Regions from separate parts of the Mus musculus genome. Here all the other regions are linked to region 4. Evidence: chromatin contacts called from public HiChIP or PLAC-seq and promoter capture Hi-C data. All regions are on one chromosome and are shown on one strand. The core of a region is the stretch at or near the end of the contact, and the rest is flanking DNA. Distances in the headings are between cores, read along the strand shown.

Region 1 (3,125 bases), core at 239-2,738, 1.9 Mb before region 4:
TGTCTCAGGAGTTAGAGTACTTGCTGCTCTTTCAGAGGACATGAGTTCAACTCCAATTCCAAAGGGTTCAACACCCTCTTCTGGCCTCTGATGGCATCAGGCATGCATAGTCACAGAAATATACTCAGACACAACATACACGTTACAAGTCAAATAAGAATGTATTGGACTTGGGGGCTGAACAAATGGTTCAGTGGTTAAGAGTGCATATTGTTCTTTGCAGAGACCCTGACTTCCAGAACTAACACCCACAGAAAGCAGCTCAAAACCACCTGTAACACCACCTCTGGAGGATCTGACACACTCTTCTGGCTACCATGGGCCTTCAAACATATGTGTGCATACACAAACTATGTGTGCATATACAAACACAGATACACATAACTAAAATAAGAATAAATATTTTCCAAAACAACACTTCAGATGAATTTCTAGACGGTATTTAAAGCAAACTCACATATTATCCCGAAAATAAAAAGGCCGACTCTGGGTGGCTACCATCACTATCTTTTTTCCCCAAAGAATAAAAAACAGAGAGCTGAAACTTTTTCCAGTTTGGTGTAACACTTTTCTCCCCTGCATGCTGGTGTTCTGACAAGCTTAAGAATAATAAAAGTGTGTGTAAGTGTGATTGTTAAATATCTTGTAGATTAGCTGAACATCTTCAGTGGTCCAGTAAATTAAAAATTATTTCCAACTTGTATCTGTCTCCTATGCCAGGGACTTTCAAACAATTTCACTTTCAAACTATTTGAATGTCCACTACATTGAATTATTGAAGTTGGAACTGAGGTTTAAAAAAAAAAAAAACTACTTATCGTAACAGGTGATAAGAGATGACAGCTGTCAAATACAGAACATCCGTCTGTACTCGCCGTGTTTTTATTCCTGGTAAACCAGGATCCGCTCAACTCCTATAAATTATTCTAAACAAAATAAACAAATAAACTTCCTTGTGTCACAGCTGACACTCGCTTCCAGGAAGCTGATTCAAGCTGAAGGCCCGAGCAAACTTCTCCCTGCGAAAGCCAAGTGTGACATTCTTCCACGCAAAGCTTGAAGTCGGGACTTTAGGAAGCACTCCAACAGAGATGATTTGGGACAAGGCTGTACACGAAAGTAACTTTTAACGCCCCGTCCAAATCAACTTTCTTCTTCCTTCCTCCCTTCCCCCAAGAGTCGGGGGGGTGGGGATGTGAAATTGCCGCGTAGCAGCCACCTCCCTGCAGCTGCGTCCCTGGTGCGCCCCGCACCCTAAGCCGGGCCCCTCGGAGCCCTCTGCATCGTCCTCCCCATCCCGCACCGCGGCGGCGCCCCGTTCACACCCCCGCCTGCAAAGCCTCTGTAGCTGCACGGCCTCCCGGGCGGCTCACCATCGCAGCCCCACGACCGAACAGGAGCAGGTGGGCAGGCCCGTGGCTGGGGTAATTCGTTATCGGGGCTCGGGATCCATTGGCGCCAACAACTTCTCCCGCGAAGTAGCAGAAGCGCGGGCGGCGGCGCGCGGCGATGACGTCGGAGGCGCGCGTTCCCCGCGGCCCCGCCCCGAGGCGGGAGCTGCGCACTGGGTGCAGGACCACAGCCCTAGCAACCGGAGGGTTGCTACCTTGTAGGACGGCGAGTGCGCGTGCGATCGTGGCCGGGAGACGCCCAATTTGGGATCTGAGGCTGACTTCCTCTAAGCCGGGTTCCCAGGTGGCTTCCTTCCTGCAGTACACGCACGTGCTGCAAGGGCAGTGCTCTGTAGCCGCTTCCAGAAGTTCTTACTGCCACCACGGTAGGATGAAGTGTATTCGATGCGCCCCGCAAAGGTCAACTGTTCTCATCAAACTTTACACTGATTTATTTTATTTTTAATGTTTGACCTATTGATTTTGGCTCAAACTAACAGACCCTTAGTGAATGGACATTTTTTTTAACTTTTTAATACATTTATCTATTGAAGATGGAATGACAAGCTGTGGTCAGAGAACAACTTTCAGGGAACCTTCCATCACGTGGGTATATGTTTGCATTTAACGGACTGTTTACAGTAAAGGCATTTTGTTTGTTTGGGGGGGTTGTTTTTCTGAGGCAGAAGATCATGTGACTTGTCCAGGTCCCAAACTCCTTATGTAGCTGAGAATGACCTTGAACTTCTGATTTCTCTACTGCCTCCCAAACGCTGAAATCTCAGATATATGCCAACACTCCTGCTTTACACGATGCAAGGGATCAAACTCAGAGCTACTGTGAATGCATGCAACCAACTGGGCAACCCTCAGCCCCAATGTCTTTGCTCTAAAACTACCAAGCTAAGAGAACTAGCCCCCGGGACTGGAGAGATGGCTCAGCGGTTAAGATCACTGACTGCTCTTCCAAAGGTCCTGAGTTCAAATCCCAGCAACCACATGGTGGCTCAAAACCATCCGTAATGAAATCTGATGCCCTCTTTTGGAGTGTCTGAGGTCAACTACAGTGTACTTACATATAATAAATAAATCTAAGAAAGAAAGACAGGAAGGAAGGAAGGAAGAAAACTAGCCCCTTAATTCCTTCCTAAAGCTTCATTAAGTCTCTTAAAGAATAGTCAAATCTTTGACATAACCAAGACACGCCCACACAGGGGAAAAAAAAAAAAAAAACAAGAAAAGATTTAGGATAAGCAAGCTTTGGAAGCTGCTCTTGCTATGAAACTCTAGTGGGCCTGCCTCCACCACCCCACTGCTGGGATTATAGGGGTGGTAGCCCACACCTGGCCAGCAAGTTTCCTATGAGTAAATGAGCAACCTGGTTGTGGAATAGAAATTAACAATTGCATATAACTTTAAGAGAAAACGTGACTATCAAAGAATTTAGTGTAGAGGGCAGTATCAAACTTTGGCCTTGAACTTTGAAATCTTTTTCTAACCACTTCTTGTTGGGTCTTGTCATTTTATGACACCATATCTACTGGGAAAGACAGTAAAGCCTTCAGGAATACAAGAGTTTGTATTTAAGTAGATGTCTATTGCAACATAATTTTGGTTTTTTGAGTGAGGATTTCTCTATGTATTCCTGGCTGGCCTGGAACACAATATGGATTCGCCTGCCTCTGCTTCCCTGAGTCTGGGATTAAAGGTGAGTACCATACTCTGCATTTTTTG
Region 2 (3,300 bases), core at 339-2,838, 1.0 Mb before region 4:
ATCCCTGGCAAACATAGAAGTGGATGCTCACAGTCAGCTATTGGATGGAACACAGGGCCTTCAATGGAGGAGCTAGAGAAAGTACCCAAGGAGCTAAAGGGATCTGCAACCCTATAGGTGAAACAACAATATGAACTAATCAGTACTCCCAGAGCTCGTGTCTCTAGCTGCATATGTAGCAGAAGATGGCCTAGTTGGCCATCATTGGGAAGAGAGGCCCCTTGGTATTGCAAACTTTATATCCCCAGTACAGGGGAAACACCAGGGCCAAGAAGTGGGAGTGAGTGAGTAGGGGAGCGGGGTGGGGGTGGGGGCCGTGGCGGTGGGGGTTGGGAGTAGGGTATAGGGGACTTTCAGGATAGCATTTGAAATGTAAATGAAGTAAATACCTAATTAAAAATGGAGGAAAAAAAAGGTCTAGCAGAACTATTTTAGAGTGTGTGTTTTATATCTGGAAAGAATAGAGAAGGTCAATCAATATAGGTATGTACACAGATATAGGTATGTACACAGATATCAATAATGAAAAAATGAAGGCTGCCAAGATCTGAGTTCCCCAACTGTCACAGTTGTGATGGCAGGTCCCTGGTCCTGTTTGGTTTCTGCTTTCAGTTCTGAACACAATGGCAAACAGAAAGTAAGATTTAATAAACACTTGCTCAAATCAGGGGGAAGAGGTATGCATATAACAGGACAACGCCTTTCTGTCATTATGAATCCCCCCCCCCCCACACCCAGCTTACAGGAATTCCCTTGAGTTTTAGTTGGATGCATTCCCCAGCCTTTGTTATTAAGCATGTTCTGTGACTAATTCTGGAGTGGAAACCAAGCAAAATGATGTGTGCATCTTTCCAGCCCTGTCCTTGGAAGGCATGGGCATGTTGTCTTCCTCCCCCTTCTGCCTACAAGTGGACTCGGGATGAGCAACAGGGGCCACCTACCAGAAACCTTGCCTTTCTCAAAGATTTACTGAGTTGGTAAGATACTGCTAGCAGATGCATGAGTCCTCCATACCATGGCCTTTGGGCTAATTGCACAGGGATACAGGGATTACAAAATTTAAAGAGAGAGAGAGAGAGAGAGAGAGAGAGAGAGAGAGAGAGAGAGAGAGAGAGAAGAGAAGAGGAAAAGAAAAGAAGAGAAAAGAAAGGAAAAGAAAAGAAAGGAAAAGAAAAGAAAAGAAAAGAAAAGAAAAGAAAAGAAAAGAAAAGAAAAGAAAAGAAAAGAAAAGAAAAGCGAATTTTTGAGTCTCATGCCTAGACTCAGAATCCCTGATGATGGGTCCAGCCATCTCCATTTTAACGGGCTTCAGGTGCCTGAGAGTTAAACCGCCGGAACTACTTCACCTACTTCAATCTCTAAGTGTTTAAAGAAGGAGACCAAGCCAGAATGCTCAGGAACCCTGGCCTGAGCTTCCAAGTGGGGCTGAACGGCTGCCAACTGCCCACAGGAGTACAAGAAACTGGTGAAGAGTCACCCCTACCAGTTCCCACTGGGAAAGCCTGGCGCAGAGCCCTTCCCCCGCCCCCTCCCGTTGCCATGGAGATCCGGGCACCCTGAGGGACCCGATTTCCGCATCCAGGGTTCAGTGTGGACCCAGCTCCTTGCTCCTTGCTGCCTTACCCACTAGGGCTGCCTCACGAGCTCCGGGACGGTCACGAGAAGTGTCCCCTTAGGGACCCAGAGCTCCGCTTTCTTTCAGGGACCCGGAGAGAGCCGAGAGCTCGGCCTGAGCAGTGTCCCCGGAGCGCGAGGGCGAGCCCCGAGGAGGCAGCGTCTCCCTCAGGGACCCTGGACGTAGCTGGCGCGGGCGCCGAGCGCTTTCCCCCGGCCGAACCCGGTGGGTGGTGTGGCTGCACTTAAACCAAACGGCCTCCGCGGGCCGCGGCTTCCCGGGGCTCCCGAGGGCCTGTTACCTCCTCCATCGCCCCAAGTGCAGAGGCTGCCGCGTCTTCAGCCCCAGAGCCCCGGAAAACATCCCAACCCCAGAGAAGGGCGGATTCGCGGAGAAGGTGATAGGACCTTTACTCCCTGGGATGCCGGGATGCTTAGGGGGACCTAGTGGGTCTGTCCTTAATGGGCTGTGACAAAGGGTGCTGGTGGTGGTGATGCTGGTGGTTGTGGTGGTGAGGTTCTCCAGCTGTCTCCCCCCCTCCCCCCACCCCCTGTGCAAGTTTTCATTGCAGTTGGAAGTATGGGATGTTCCGATGGGCTAGTACATGTCATGTCTCTAAGGTCACAAAAAAAGGGGACATCAAGCCAGGCGGTGGTGGCGCATGCCTTTAATCCAAGCACTTAGGAGGCAGAGGCAGGCAGATTTCTGAGTTCAAGGCCAGCCTGGGCTACAGAGTGAGTTCCAGGACAGCCAGGGCTACAAAGAGAAACCCTGTCTCGAAAAGAGAGAGAGAGAGAGAGAGAGAGAGAGAGAGAGAGAGAGAGAGAGAGAGAGAGAGAGAGAGAGAGAGAGAGAGAGAATTAAGATAGGTGCTGTAGATACAGAGATTTACTAAGATAACCTTCTCTTTTCTCAGAGACGATGCTTAAGACTACAAGGATAGAGATCTCCCTGGACCACATGATTTGAACTTGAAGCTTGAGTTATTGACATCAGGGGCAAACATGCTGGACCCAACGAGTGAAAGGGACCTTTTTGACCAAGAAAACATGGAGGAGATCTCCCAACTCGCTTCCCTGGAGATGTCGGGGGATGTAGTCGCCAATACAAACTCTTCAACCGTCGTCCTAGAAAAACCCAGCTACCCAGACTCCGTGTACGTTACGGCAGCGAACATTTTTCAGGGTATTCGGATCCAAAGGTCGCCAGACAAAGTCATAATAAATTACGGAAGTGAACCCCTGCAGCCCTCCTCCTCCCGCTCCGAGGATGAATCTTTCCAGCGCTTGTCCTATGAGTTGGCTTTCAGTACCCTGAAGTGTAAGTAATAGCAGTTCCTAAAGAGCAGCGCTAAAAGAAAATGGAAAAGCCAGGCACGGTGGCTTATACGTAGTACAAGGCCAACCTGGGCCACAAAGTGAGATTCTGTTTCAGGAGGCGGGGGTGGGGGGTTGGGGGTAGGGTGGAGGGTGGGAGTGGGAATTAATGGAATGCAGCCTAGCTCCTCAAACATATGTGTATCACAACAGTCTAAAAATGAAGGCGTCCTAAGGGGGACTAGAGAATTCGACTGCATTTGCCCTTAGATAGGTATAGTGGGGTCGTTAAAAAGAGCAGGAGCCGACATGGTTGTATAGGCCTGTACTCCCAGCGGCTGAGCCTTGAGGATTTGGAGTTCCAAGCCA
Region 3 (3,243 bases), core at 261-2,760, 1.8 Mb before region 4:
GGAACCACGACATACCACACCATCCTGAAAATACTGTTCATGTAAAGTGTCATAAATTCAGATAAGCATTTCAACCTACAGGATGTCACTACCAGCCGACAAATGTCCTATACTGCACTCTGAATAGAATAGCATCCATCTGCCACCCCTTCACAGCTACTGAAGAACTAAGCAGCAGACATGATAAGACAGCTGGATACACCAACCTCAGTCATTTCCTGGAAGCACACTTACAAAGATGCCTGATTCAAAAAAAAAAGATTGTGAAAGACTTAATTTTATGTCTAACGAGAATGATCCACAGCTGTGGAAATTTGAGAAATGATAGAGCATGCCTAGTGGCTAGAGATTTTATGGCAGAGAAAGCAATACAGAGATGAAAGAAGGGGGCAGGGGACGGGATGTATTTTCCAAACCAGGGTTGTGTAGCATTCAGCTCAGACTAGCTCAGTACTCAAAAAGCACAGCTCACAAGCAGAAACACTCAGCTCTTTCAAGTCCAGAACCCCTCAGAAGAAACAGACCAGACTACTGTTCTCCATTTCTTAGGGGATTTGAAAAAAAAAAAAAAAAAAAAAAACCAGACTGGCCTTTGAGGTGAGTGGATGAACAGTTAGTCCTCTGTGTGCCCCACGTATGCACTCTCTCCCAGCCAGCCCCTCCTCTCTTTCTCAACCAACCCTATTCAATTACGCGTAGTACGTGAAGATTTTTAAGATCTCACAAAAACATGGTCTCTGAAGCCCCCAAGAAAGGCCTTCCCTGACATTAAGTATAACGTCCGAGCGTATGTGTCCAGAGGCCAATAATGAACTGCGTGAGCCACACACACCCCCAGGATAGTATAGGATAAATGCCTTAGGGATGCATCTTTAAGGGGCTTTGCTTTCTACATTTAGGGGCTACCAGAGGAGAGCAGCAGCCTCCCAGGTGAGCAGACTCTAATCCCCAACAAAGCTTAGGACTGTGAAGCGTCCATTAGGCCCCACGGAGAGGACCCTTTCCTTCGGGGGCGGGGGGGGGGAGGGCGTTTGGCTTTCTGAAGCGGCGGGAAAATCTCGTTGGTTTCAAATCGGAAAATGGAAAGAACTGGCTTGAAGACGCGCGAGTTGCGAAATTAAAAGCTCGGCTCGGCTGACCTCCTGCAAGCGCACGACGTGATTCTCGCCGGGCCCGAAAAAGGGGACCAGGATGGTGCAGTAGAGAGCCCCGCCGCGAACGGGGAGCGGACCCGGGACCGCGCGCGCACCTGGGCCGCGAGGAGGGGGCATCCCGAAAGGATCGGTGCTTACCCACTTCCAAAGCAGGGACACAGCGGCCGTGCAGATCCCGTTCTCTCGGACAGCGCCTTCCTCCCAAGCCGCAGGCTCTACCCACCGCTCCGCCCGCCGCTCCCCGAGTCCCCGGCCCGCGGCCGTATTTAAATACTTCTGCCGGGGAAGGCGGAGGCTTCATTCCCCTGCAGCCAAGCCTCCCGGGACTCTGGACCCGGCCACCGCCCCGCGCTGCCCCGCCTCCCTCCGCTCCAGGCCCCCCGGGCAGGCCTCTATTTCCTTCTGGACCCAGAGCGGCAGAGGGGGCGGGATCCGAACTGTATGACCACGCCCCTTGAGGAGCAGGGCGAATCAGCTCCAGCTAAGTCACGGGCTCCGCCCTCGCCCGCAGCGAGCGGCGCTGGGCGTGGCTGCGTGCGCCGCTGGTCCCGCTAGGCTGACTAGCTGCAGGGAGGGGCGTCGTGGTCCCTGTTGGTCATCCTTGTCTGTGCTCCTTCCCCGCTCTGGGTCCCTGGAATCTGGCATGAGGAAGGTTCGCGCGTGCCAAGTGAACCACCCGTGATCATAGGGCCTGGGAGGGGAGAGCGAGCCCACAGAAAAAGGTCTTCCGGCTTTCTGACTCTTCCCCTTATCCTGGAGCCCGAGCTCCGTTCTCGGCCCCTGGACTCTGATGGAGGGCCTCCCCTGCTCTCCTAAGCTCTTCAAGCCCCTGAGTCCGCCGCGCCCTTCAGACAGTTGCCCAGAGTTTAGTCACGTCCCATCCGGATGGCGCCGGGTCTGGGAAGGAGATACCTCAGGTCAAAACGATGCTGAGTTCCATAATGACTGAACCAGTGTCTCCGGGTTGGTCCTTGGCCAGAGAACCCGGGCGCCCACGCCTGGAGGGCGTATTTTCCAGGAAAACTTTCCAGCCAAATTCTAAAAGGGAGGTTGTCTGTATGATGCATAGCAAGGCGTATGCAACGTAGATATGTGTGGGTGTTAATTTGCGTGTGTGTGTGTGTGTGTGTGTGTGTGTGTGTGTGTGTGTGTGTGTGTGTGTGTTACTAGAGATTGAACTCTAAGCACTCTACCACCGAACTGTCCCCAGTCCTTACAAATGCATAGAAAGTAAAACTGTCCCCTGGAGAAAGGGCTAAGATGTTTACTCCCCAGGACCCATATCAGAGGACTCAACACTGCCTAAAACTCCTGCTCCAGGAGACCACGCTCTATCTACCAGCACGAACATACACAGACATCTGTATGCATAAACTTTTTTTAAAAGGCAAAATTATTTAGCCTGCCCACGGGAGTTTTTTGAGACATGGTCTCTGTGTAGAGGTGGCAGATCTGGAACTCAGTATATAGTTCAGACTGGCCTTTTACTTGCAATGATCCCCTTACTTGACCCCTCTGCCCTCCCTCCCCCAGGGATCATGATTACCGCCACGCCCACTTTTAATGTGAAGGTTTGTTCTGTTTCTTTTGCTGCTAGAGATCAACTTAAGCCTAAAAATCAAAAAGGAGAAAAGGCCAGGCACAAATACCTCATTGGTGGTGATATGTTCTGAGAAATGTGTTCGGCACATTTGTTCTGCCACGTCATCATGTACTTACTCAAACTTCGCTGGGAACATCAGTACTCGGTATAATCCGGGACCACCCTATATGAAGTCAGCCCTTCGTGAAATGATGTTATGAAGTGCTTGACTGTACCTCATGGGGGAAAGTAATTAGGAAATGTTGGAAGCACATTCAAACGCCGTAGGTCTGAGGAGGAGGCCCAGTGGGTAAAGCGGTTGCTATGTAAGCATAGAGGTCTATGTTCAGGTCCCTCGGGTGCAAGTGAAAAGCCAAGTGCTGAGACTGGAAATATAGCTGCTCAGTAGTTAATAATGAAGACTGCTCTTCAGATCCCAGCACCTGCCTCAAGGAGGCTCACAACCACCCCAGACCCGGAGACCCACAGAGACACGAGGCATACTTT
Region 4 (3,153 bases), core at 353-2,852:
ATGCATTGTTATCTACTTACGTATAGTTACTTATAGTCAGAAAATTCGGGAATACAGAAGAGGCAGAAGGAAATCAAATTCTGCTACTAAGAGTAAAAAGATCACTGATCTAGTCAGCAACACTAAGTCTTAGAATGAAACTCATCTTGCTGATAAAATGATTTAGAATTTCCAGGCATCTAGAACTGTGAGGAAAAAGAAGTTGCGTTGTTTAAACTACTCAGTCTGTTGTATTTGACACCCCAGGTAAACCAAGATACACATGTGTGCATGTACACACACACACACATACACACACACACAAACACACACACTACCCATACATGGTGGGAGAGCCAGATTAAACAAATAATCAAAAAGAAATATTAGACAATGATAAATATTCTAAAATAGGGGACAAATTATACTCCAGCAATGCAGAGAAGATAATGTGTTAGCTGAGCTTGGGTGATAGGGAATCTAGACTGGAGATTGTGGGGACCTGAATGTGGACATTGGCCTTAGAAGAAAAGTTTACAACATTCTACCGAGCATCCTTTGACTCCTAGACAGCAGCTGACTGGCGCCTAGGCTGCCATGAATCATAAAGGCAATTGTACTTCTGAGAGAGTAGGAGCTTAGAGATACTCGGTTCCTAAGTTGGAGTATAGATCTGTAGTCAGCTTCCTGTCCTCCACCTCTCTCTTCTGTTCTTCTTTTTCATTTTTCTCTATGCCTCTTCTCCGGGTCTCTGCAGACGACACCCCCACCCCTGCATACCTTTTATCTAGCCAGACATGAAATTATGGAAGCCACATTCAAGTCTTCTTTCCTGTTCTTTTCTCCCACACCATCACACAATTCAGGATTTCATTGCTCTCCCTAGTTGTGTGCAATGGCCTCCCTATGATCTTTCTAATATAGATGATGTCACACTTCTGCTTAAAGTTGTAGCTTGGCTCCCTAGATTGCAGAGTTAAGTTCAGAAGTTTTGGCATACATGCAGGCAGAACACTGTATACATAATAAGTCTTTAAAAATATTTTTAATTAAAATATAACTTCATCATTTCTCCCCTTTCCTTCCAACCCCTCCCGTGCCCTCATGTAATGTTTTTCTTGCCACACACCCTGCCTCTCAGCAGTTCAAATCTTTCACCCCCCCCCAGACCCATTCATTCAGTTCACACCGAACTGTCCTGATTCATTCTGTTACTTTACCTGCTCTGTTCTCTTATTTGGAACCTCCTTCCCTTTTCATATACAATTTTTCCTTTCCCTTCAAGATTTATGGCCAGAATTACTTTTCCAGAAACCCCTGATTAACTCAGCTTGTGGTCGTTTTTGCTCTATTGTCTCTGAGAAGGTCAGTGTTATGTTCTTTTTTTTTTTTTTTCCTCCAAGCGTCTGTCACATAGCCGGTTTCACTAGTGCTTGAAATAAGAAAACTAAATCACAGGGTTTGGTGAATCGCTATCTGGAGAGATCATAGATATTTCTGAAGCTTCTGTATATGGAAGTAGAGAGATTTTTGAGGTTCGGAAGCCAGCGAGGAAAATCGCCTGAGTGCCGGTTAAGACGAAAGTTGCCTCGGTGGTTTTACTTAACATTTCCGTGCCAATTGGCTCGTAGGGAAGGTGGAACCAAAACAAGGAGAAAAACTGCATTTCCCGTCATGCCTCCGGAAACCACGCCCGGTGACTCTCAACGTCCCGCCTGACTCACGTGGAAACGAAAGGATCACTTCCGGTTTTGCAACCCCGGGAACCGGCGGCGTCGATCGGCCCTTTAAGGCCTTTCTCCGAAGCTCCGCCTTCGCTTGGGTCTTTCTAGAAAGGCAGCTTCGGTCTGGACCGAGCGGGGCAGGTATTACCGGGCCGCCATAGGGGGACTTCTGCGGCTGTGTGCTGCACGCGTCCGGGAGGGCCCGTTCCTCCGGGGGTTTGGGGTTCCTGCCGGCTCTGAAAGCAGGTCGGAGGGTCGTCGCCCCGCACTGACGTTTTGCTCTTCTTTGCTGTTGCAGCGTCCCGGGCTCCCGAGTGTCTCCCATGGCGGATACGACCCCGAACGGCCCCCAAGGGGCGGGCGCTGTGGTAAGTGAGCGGCCTGGTCGCCCGGCTCCATCAGCCGGAGTTGGCGAGGAGCAGGAAGTGTTTGAGAGGGCTAGAGGGTTCTAGAAGCCGCTGCCTGCCGGACTGGGGTTAGGGAGGAGCCGAGTGGCGGCCAGAGGAGCTCCAAGTTTGTTTCAAAGGCGACAACAGGCAGTTCTGGAGCAGGCGGCTGTCACCTGTCAGCTAGGGATGTTGGCCTCCTTGCCCCTTCCCACACCGCGGTCTCCGATCGTCTTCGGCCCCCAAGGTGGAAAATACCATCTATTCAACCCACATGCCTCGTGGTGCGCGTCGTAGTATTGCCCTTTGTACCTACTTCAAGCCTTTTAAGAAATTTTGCAAAGGGGAGAGAGTGGTGTGTTTCTTTGATTAGTCGTTTACAAAGAGGAGGACTGCCCGTTTGTAAACTTTATAATTAAAAATGTTGATCTACAGGTCGACTCGAGGTAGTTTTTGTGTTTTTGCCCTTAAATTGAAGTTTTGATTTTTTTTTTTTTAAAAAGCTTTTTACAACACCCCTGTACTGTGTACACGCACTTAACTTTGCTGACCCATTTGGAGATTTTTGATAACCCAAAAATACTTAAGTATTATTTTCCACTTCATTACATTTGGGGAATTGAACATGGATGCATTTTAATCTACTTTGTAGTTCACGTGCAGATTTCCTTAACTGTCCATTGTCCCTTCCCCTCTTTGGGAAGCAGCCATTGTGTTTATTTGTTCTGCCTCTTTACTCCCAGTCAGTCCATGGAAATCCCTCTATTATCTCTGGGCTTTGAAGACACACCTAGTTTCAAAAGTCTAGACCTGTTTTACAGAAGGCTCTAGAAACTGAAATTACATTTTGATTATGCCCTTCTCAGGACACAAGAACCATTTTATGTTGATTCTTTGGGGAATTAGGTATGATCCTGAATCAACTGATTTGCCATTGTAAAAATAGATTTCACCCTTTGTAAGTAAGAAGTTGTCTGGCCTAATACTTTGAAACTGTGAATAATTTGTCCTCAAGTCTTCAGTCCCATGATCCATTAAAATATTTTGTTGTGGAACTATATATA
Region 5 (3,271 bases), core at 755-3,254, 1.4 Mb before region 4:
ACAGTATTGAGCACATGTTTACCCAGTAGTGCTTTGTTTTCTATGTCTTTTTTTCTGCTTCGTATTGCCTGCCAGAACACTTAGAGCCACAAGGGCACAAGCTTTCCTTTTGAACCCAACCCTTGTTTGATTTTTTTTTTTCACTTTTTCTTGACCTCATCTCAACACACATATATTTCTCTATTTAAACTTAAAACACAAGTCTCATAAACCAGACTGGCCTGGAAATGCTCTGTGTATCCCCAAGATGGCCTCAAGTTCCTAGTCCTTTGACTTCACCCTCCTGAGAGATTTCTTGTTTTTTTTTTTTTAAACTCATTTCATCTGGCAGAGGTGTTGGTGTTTGTAGCAGTTGCCCTCACCCTTAGAAACACAAACTCAGAGGCAAAGAAATTATTTGTGCTTTGCCTACCTAATAATATTCCAGTGGTAATCAAGCTTCCCACAAGGAATTTTCTGGAGAGAGACTAAGTTCCTACTTTACTAGTAAATTGCTACGGGGGGGGGGGGGGCTCATAGAGGCTTCTATGTGTCTATTTGTAAGCCTGATGTTGTCTCCTTTCTTCTGTCCATACCACGCTTCAAGTACATTGACCTATCACCCTCCCCTTTCTTTCTCCCTCTCCCTCCCCCTCTCCCCTCCCCTCTCCCCCTCTCCCCTCCCCTCTCCCCCTCTCCCCCTCCCCTCTCTCCCCCTCCCCCTCTCCCCCTCTCCCTCTCCCTCTCCCTCTCTCTGACAGGGTTTCTCTGTGTAGCCCTGACTGTCCTGGAACTCACTCTGTAGACCAGAACTCAGAGATTTGCCTGCCTCTGCCTCCAGAGTGCTGGGATTAGAGACGTGCCATTTAATCCCATTTAAAGTACCTAAGGCCTGGCTAATCCAATCTCATGTCTGCCTTAAGGTCTTTCTGCTGTTTGCCTACTTGGCACTCCGATATTTTGAGCAAGTTACCATCCTGGTCAGTAGCATTTATAGTGATTCAAGACTTAGGGTGGCGGGGCATGGGAAGGGGAGGGGGAGGGGAGGGGGGAGGGTGTTAATACTTCAGGAGAGTCAAATGGCTGGTTTAGGCAGTTTGACCATGGGGTTACATTGTGGCAGATGGTCTCTACACCTGGCTGGCACAGCGAGGAGGGACAAGTACAGTTGTGTTTTTAGTCAAATAATGAAACTCAGAGGGGTCAGAAAACAGCACAGGGTCTAGTACCTCCCGGCCCAGGTGCTGCTCTGTGGCGGTTACTTGACTTTTGCTATGCCCTTCATTTTTAAATTGTTACTAATACTGGCAGCACAACTCATTATTAATAAGGCAGAGTGATCCAGAGAACCCACCGACTGTCTCCTGCTGGGCTGGTGGTGAACTCCGTGTACAGCTGAGTTTTTTTTTTTTTTTTTACAGAGACTCTCTGTGAAGCTCTGGATGTTCTAGAATTCTCTATGTAGACCAGGCTGGCCTTGAACTCAAAGAACTCCACCTGCTTTTTGCCTCTTGAGCGCTGGAATTAAAGGCAGGTGCCATCATACCTGGGAAACCTGGAACTTCTGATCCTTCTGAACATTGGGATAACAGGTGTGTGCCAGGAACTATGGCTTTTATTCAGTACGGGGCACAAACACAGGGCCAGGCAAGTACGCTACCCATAGGCTCCATTCTCAGCCCGGAAGTTAAGTTCTTAGTTAAGTGCTTTTACTTAAGCTTAAGTTAACCGAGACCAGCCAGGACAGTGAAACCGATTTTCCTCTCTTGTTTCATTTCCTGAAAGAATCATCCCAGTTTCACCCCCTTTCCTTCCCTCAACAGGAGGGAATGGAGAGAGAGAAACGATCCAGAAAGGATAAAACGGTAATCAAACAGAAATCCAGCCGTGCAGCAAAAGCCCTATTTGGCCTCTTGCTTGGGTAGGTTTCACAGGCTCATGGAGGGAAACAAACGCACATGCGCACAGGCCCCTAAACCCACACAGGCGAAACCCCTTTGTGGAGAAGCCAGCCACAGGAAACTCACTTCGGCACAGGAACTTGCTAATCGCTTTTGTCACTTTCGGAGTGTTCCTCTGCCTCGGTCACCTCCGACACTGAGGCCCACCACCTTGGGCTGGACTCTGCCAGTCCGGTGTTGCAGCTTTTCCAACAGTGACTCATTGGGAGCCTTGGGGAAGAGAGAGAGAGAGAGAGGTAGACCTCAGGAGGGACTCTCAGCAGTAATAGATTTGAGCTACGTTAGCTTTTACATGGCGTGGAGAGCTACTTAGACTTCCGGAGTCAGTCATTTTGGTGATGAGACTTGGCATTCTACCCCAGGTAAGACTTTTGCCTCTTTAAAAATGTTTTTTCGGTGTCTCAGGAATCTCTGTGATTTTGTTAAGATTTTTTTCTTCTTCTTTAGGCTGAACATTGTAATGACCTTTTTTAATTTGTTGCAAAGTGTAGACTAAACTCAGAGATGGGGGTGTGTTCGGCCGTCTACCCCAACTCTAGAGTCTTAACAAGACACACTTTGGTTTTCTTTCTATTTTGCTTTGTTTTTGTTTTGAGATGAGGTCTTGGATAGCCTGGGCTGGCTGATGTGAAGTCAAAGATGGCCTTGAATTCCTGACCCTTCTGCTTCCACCTCCCAGGTGCAGGAGTTACAGGCATGTGCCACTGAGTCTTAGTTTCTAAGGTATTCCCATATGTTCTTGGGGCTGTGTCAGAGCTTGCTTGTGTGGGGACTTTAGACTTCATGCAGCAGTGTTTGATGAAGGAAATCTAAGGGCCCTCCAGCATCCACAGAGAGCAGCTTTAAAGTTATCTAGCTATGTAGAAAAAAAAAATCGAAATAAAAACCATATCCCAGAATTCCTATCTAGCTATTCTCAATCCCAATGGCCCCTTTCTGTACATTTCTAGATTAAATTTAGTTTCTCAGCAGGTTTCATGCTGTGCACTGCCAATAGATTGGCTGGGCTGTAACATCCACAGCAACAAAAGCTTGGGGGAAAATCACCGGTTTTAGGTGCTTCACTAAATTAAAGTTGTGACAGATGGGTTCAAGCGACCGGATCTAAGATGGTGCTGTGCATGAGAGAAGAGAAATATAAGGAAACCCGTCCTTCGGTGGACCTTCAAGTCTAGTAGTTACAGCGAAAGATACAGGTTAGGAAACAGTTGAAGAAGAAGCTGGGTCACAGAAGCTTTAACAGCTGTAGGGTTTCGAGAAGGGTTCTGGGAGTGAGCTGGAGTGCTCAGAAGGAAGGATGCTTATAAAGGATGGGGGCTTAGCAGGAAGCC
Region 6 (3,114 bases), core at 329-2,828, 1.1 Mb before region 4:
CTGCTCCCGTGAGTAGAGAGAGGGCTAGAGGGCAGGTTCCCAGCACCCCATCTAAAAAGCACCTGAGATCCAGGGCTAGGGTGGGGAGACTGGAGGATCTGGGGCTCACTGGCAAACCAGTCTAGACAAAATGGTGAGCCCTAGTTTCACTGAGAGATGCTACCTCAAAAGGTATTGTGCAAGGCGCCAGTATGATTCTGCCCTGCGCACACAGGCACTCGTGCCGCATACACTTATACCACCCCTCCCCAGCCACCATAAAGACAGACAATAAAGATAGGCTACCCACTCTCTCTCTCTCTCTCTCCCTCTCTCTCTCTCTCTCTCTCTCTCTATATATATATATATATATATATATATATATATATATATGTTTGTTTTTTCACTGTATAGCCCTGGCTGTCCTGGAACTCACTTTGTAGACCAAGCTGGCCTCGAACTCAGAAAGCTGCCTGCCTCTGCCTCCCAAGTGCTGGGATTAAAGGTGTGCGCCACCACCGCCCAGCCCCCTTTTCTTTTTTTTAATCTCTCTTTTTAAAAAATTTATTTATTTTATTTATTTTATGAGTACACTGTAGCTGTCTTCAGACACACCAGAAGAGGGCATCGGATCTCATTACAGATGGTTGTGAGCTACCACGTGGTTGCTGGAAATTGAACTCAGGACCTCTGGAAGAGCAAGCAGCGGTCTTAACGGCTGAGCGTTCTCTTGGGCCCCAATATATCCAAAAAAAAAAAAAAAAAAAAGAAGAAGAAGAAGAAGCAGCCTTTTGAGTAAAGACGTGAAGGCAGGGCAGAAACTAGAGTAAGAGTATTCCTTCTATGCCTGCGTTAGAAAGGCTTGGCTACTTCTGGAGAGGAAGGAGGTCATGTGACCTGGGTGGAGGGGGCGGTAAGACAGGAGGGAAGGTCACAGGAGTGTGTGGGTGAAGCAGATCAGAATGACAAACTCTGTACCAGCAACTCCCTGTTAACCTGCCAGGTCTCTATGAAACCCGAGACTGACGTGGCTAGGCCTCCATGAGAGGGCTATGTGTTGGGTGTGTTTTTGTGTGTGAACAAGGCCACTGCCTCTGTCTCCCTAACTGCTGCTTGCTGCTAATCTACCTGAATCCACCTAGCTTAGCACGTGTAGAAAACCAGCCACCTCACGCTTTAATTTAAAAAGGAGACAATTCACATACCTTAACAAGCCAACAGGGGCCCCTCCCACGGGCCCTCATCCTTACAGAAAACCAAGCTATTGTGCAGGATAGTTTCATGTTTGTGTCTAAAAATAAGTAGGAATCTTAGTCACCCTCTTCCTCCGTCAGAGAGAGCTTTATTTCTCTCTCACGCCAGCGATGCGGGCAGGTGTGTCTACTACGTCAATCCCACGCTCTCTCTCCGGTGGGATGGTTCTAGCCAGTGAAGCTCTCGGAGCCTCATCTTCCTCCACGGAGGTGTTAATGCTGCGGCAGTGTTTTGCTGCGGTGTAACAAATTAGCACGTACAGGAATGGTGGGAACTATACTTACTTCCTCCATCCTGGATCGCTTGAGTTTCAGTGGGCTTAACCGAGCTCAGTGCTCAGTCTTACAAGAGGGTTCACCGACAGTTGATACCCACAGTTCTCACCTAGAGTTCTTCTCAGTGTGTCCCTGGTTTTATTGGGGGTGGGGGGATTTTTGTTTATTTACTAATCTCAAATAAACTGTAATGTTATTTTTCTCTTATTTTTTATTGGATATTTTATTAATTCACATTTCAAATGTTATCCCCTTTCCTAGTTTTGCCTTCCCAACCCCCCATCCCATCTCCCCTCCCCCTGCTTCTATGAGGTTGCTCCCCTCCCCACCCACCCACTCCCACCTCACCGCCCTGCCATTCCCCTACACTGGGGCATCGAGCCTTCATAGAACCAAGGGCCTCTCCTCCCATTGATGCCCAACAAAGCCATCCTCAGCTACATATACAGCAGGAGCTACGGGTCCCTCTATGTCTACTCTTTGGTTGGTGGTTTAGTCCCTGGTAGCTCTGAAGGGTCTGGTTGGTTGATATTGTTCCTCCTCCTATTGGGCTGTAAACCCCTTCAACTCTCAGGAGACAGCTATATCAGGCTCTTGTCAGCAAGCACTTCTTGGCATCCACAATAGTGTCTGGGTTTGGTGACTGTATATGGGCTGGATCCCCAGGTGGGGTAGTCTCTGCTCCACACTTTGTTTCCATATTTCCTCCTGCGAGTATTTTGTACCCCCTTCTAATGAGGACTGTGTCCCTGTTATTAGGAGAATTATCATCCATTATAGGGTAGGACCAAGGTTCCTGTCTCCTTGCTGGCTGTCAGTCAGGGGTCTTACTCTGCTCTCGAAGGATACTCACATCCAGTCCTTCTTATCCTTCAAATGTTTCTGAATTCTGCTCACCGTTAAACTCTGAGTTCAGGAGACTGAGGCAGGAGGTCAAGGAGGTCAAGCTGGGTGGCATAATGAGAGGCTGGAGAGATGGCTCACTGGATGAAATGCTTGCTCTGCAAGCATGAGGACCTGGGTTAAGACGGCCAGCACCCATGTTAAGGGGGGGAAAAGTGGGGCATGGCTGTACGTGCCTTTAACCCCAGCACTGGTGGAACAAAGACAGTTGGATCCTGGAGGCTTGCTGGCCAGCCAGTCAAGGTTCAACAAGAGATCCTGTCTCTAAAGATAAGCTAGAAATAGGACATTGACTTCTGCCATCCACACATGCTTAATGCACATGTACAACACACACACACATTAAGAACAACAACAATGGGGCTGGGGAGATGGCTCAGCAGTTATGAGCACTGACTGCTCTTCTGAAGGTCCTGAGTTCAGGTCCCAGGAACCACATGGTGGCTCACAACCATCTGTAATGAGATCTGATGCCCTCTTCTGGTGTGTCTGAAAACAGCTACAGTGTACTTACACTTAATAAATAAATAAATCTTTAAAAAAGAAAGAAAGAAAGAAAGAAAGAAAGAAAGAAAGAAAGAAAGAAAGAAAGAAAGAAAGAAAGAAAAGAACAACAACAATGAAAAGCAGAGTACTTGAGAGGTGAAGGTAGGACAACCAGGAAGTCAAGGTCTTCCTTAGCTATATAGTGAGGTTGAGATAT

What was found. Promoter capture Hi-C pulls out the DNA fragments that hold promoters and counts their contacts. HiChIP or PLAC-seq counts read pairs in DNA pulled down with a chosen protein or histone mark.
Region 1: a contact with region 4 is called in a promoter capture Hi-C map of pre-B cells, with 3 times the contacts expected there. The contact joins the promoter of Rfc1 here to the promoter of Tmem33 in region 4. A contact is called at or near these places in 3 of 39 promoter capture datasets (cranial neural crest, hippocampal neurons and pre-B cells).
Region 2: an H3K27ac HiChIP or PLAC-seq map of microglia shows a contact between it and region 4, with 7 times the contacts expected there. The contact joins the promoter of Nsun7 here to the promoter of Tmem33 in region 4. A contact is called at or near these places in 5 of 39 promoter capture datasets (the 3T3-L1 cell line, cranial neural crest, hippocampal neurons and 1 more) and 3 of 115 datasets of contacts at active chromatin or transcription factors (astrocytes, embryonic forebrain and microglia).
Region 3: a promoter capture Hi-C map of hippocampal neurons shows a contact between it and region 4, with 5 times the contacts expected there. The contact joins the promoter of Ugdh here to the promoter of Tmem33 in region 4. A contact is called at or near these places in 2 of 39 promoter capture datasets (hippocampal neurons and pre-B cells).
Region 5: a contact with region 4 is called in a promoter capture Hi-C map of the C10 cell line, with 2.1 times the contacts expected there. The contact joins the promoter of Rhoh here to the promoter of Tmem33 in region 4. A contact is called at or near these places in 1 of 39 promoter capture datasets (the C10 cell line) and 1 of 115 datasets of contacts at active chromatin or transcription factors (the SCID.adh cell line).
Region 6: a contact with region 4 is called in a promoter capture Hi-C map of hippocampal neurons, with 4 times the contacts expected there. The contact joins the promoter of 1700126H18Rik here to the promoter of Tmem33 in region 4. A contact is called at or near these places in 3 of 39 promoter capture datasets (the 3T3-L1 cell line, hippocampal neurons and liver).

Annotation. Positions count from the first base shown.
Region 1 is chr5:65,334,151-65,337,275 of GRCm38.p6, forward strand. It overlaps Rfc1 (replication factor C (activator 1) 1), which reads right to left and starts at 1,489. Exons shown (of 25, transcript NM_001347357.1): 1 at 1,374-1,489. The coding sequence starts at 1,376.
Region 2 is chr5:66,258,310-66,261,609 of GRCm38.p6, forward strand. Nsun7 (NOL1/NOP2/Sun domain family, member 7) reads left to right here and starts at 1,589. Exons shown (of 13, transcript NM_001302833.1): 1 at 1,589-2,012; 2 at 2,532-2,935. The coding sequence starts at 2,620.
Region 3 is chr5:65,434,332-65,437,574 of GRCm38.p6, forward strand. Ugdh (UDP-glucose dehydrogenase) reads right to left here and starts at 1,511. Exons shown (of 12, transcript NM_009466.2): 1 at 1,293-1,511.
Region 4 is chr5:67,258,963-67,262,115 of GRCm38.p6, forward strand. Tmem33 (transmembrane protein 33) reads left to right here and starts at 1,603. Exons shown (of 8, transcript NM_028975.4): 1 at 1,603-1,844; 2 at 2,002-2,071. The coding sequence starts at 2,027.
Region 5 is chr5:65,861,580-65,864,850 of GRCm38.p6, forward strand. It overlaps Rhoh (ras homolog family member H), which reads left to right and starts at 2,005. Exons shown (of 3, transcript NM_001081105.2): 1 at 2,005-2,302.
Region 6 is chr5:66,189,757-66,192,870 of GRCm38.p6, forward strand. 1700126H18Rik (RIKEN cDNA 1700126H18 gene) reads right to left here and starts at 1,579. Exons shown (of 3, transcript NR_040695.1): 1 at 1,518-1,579.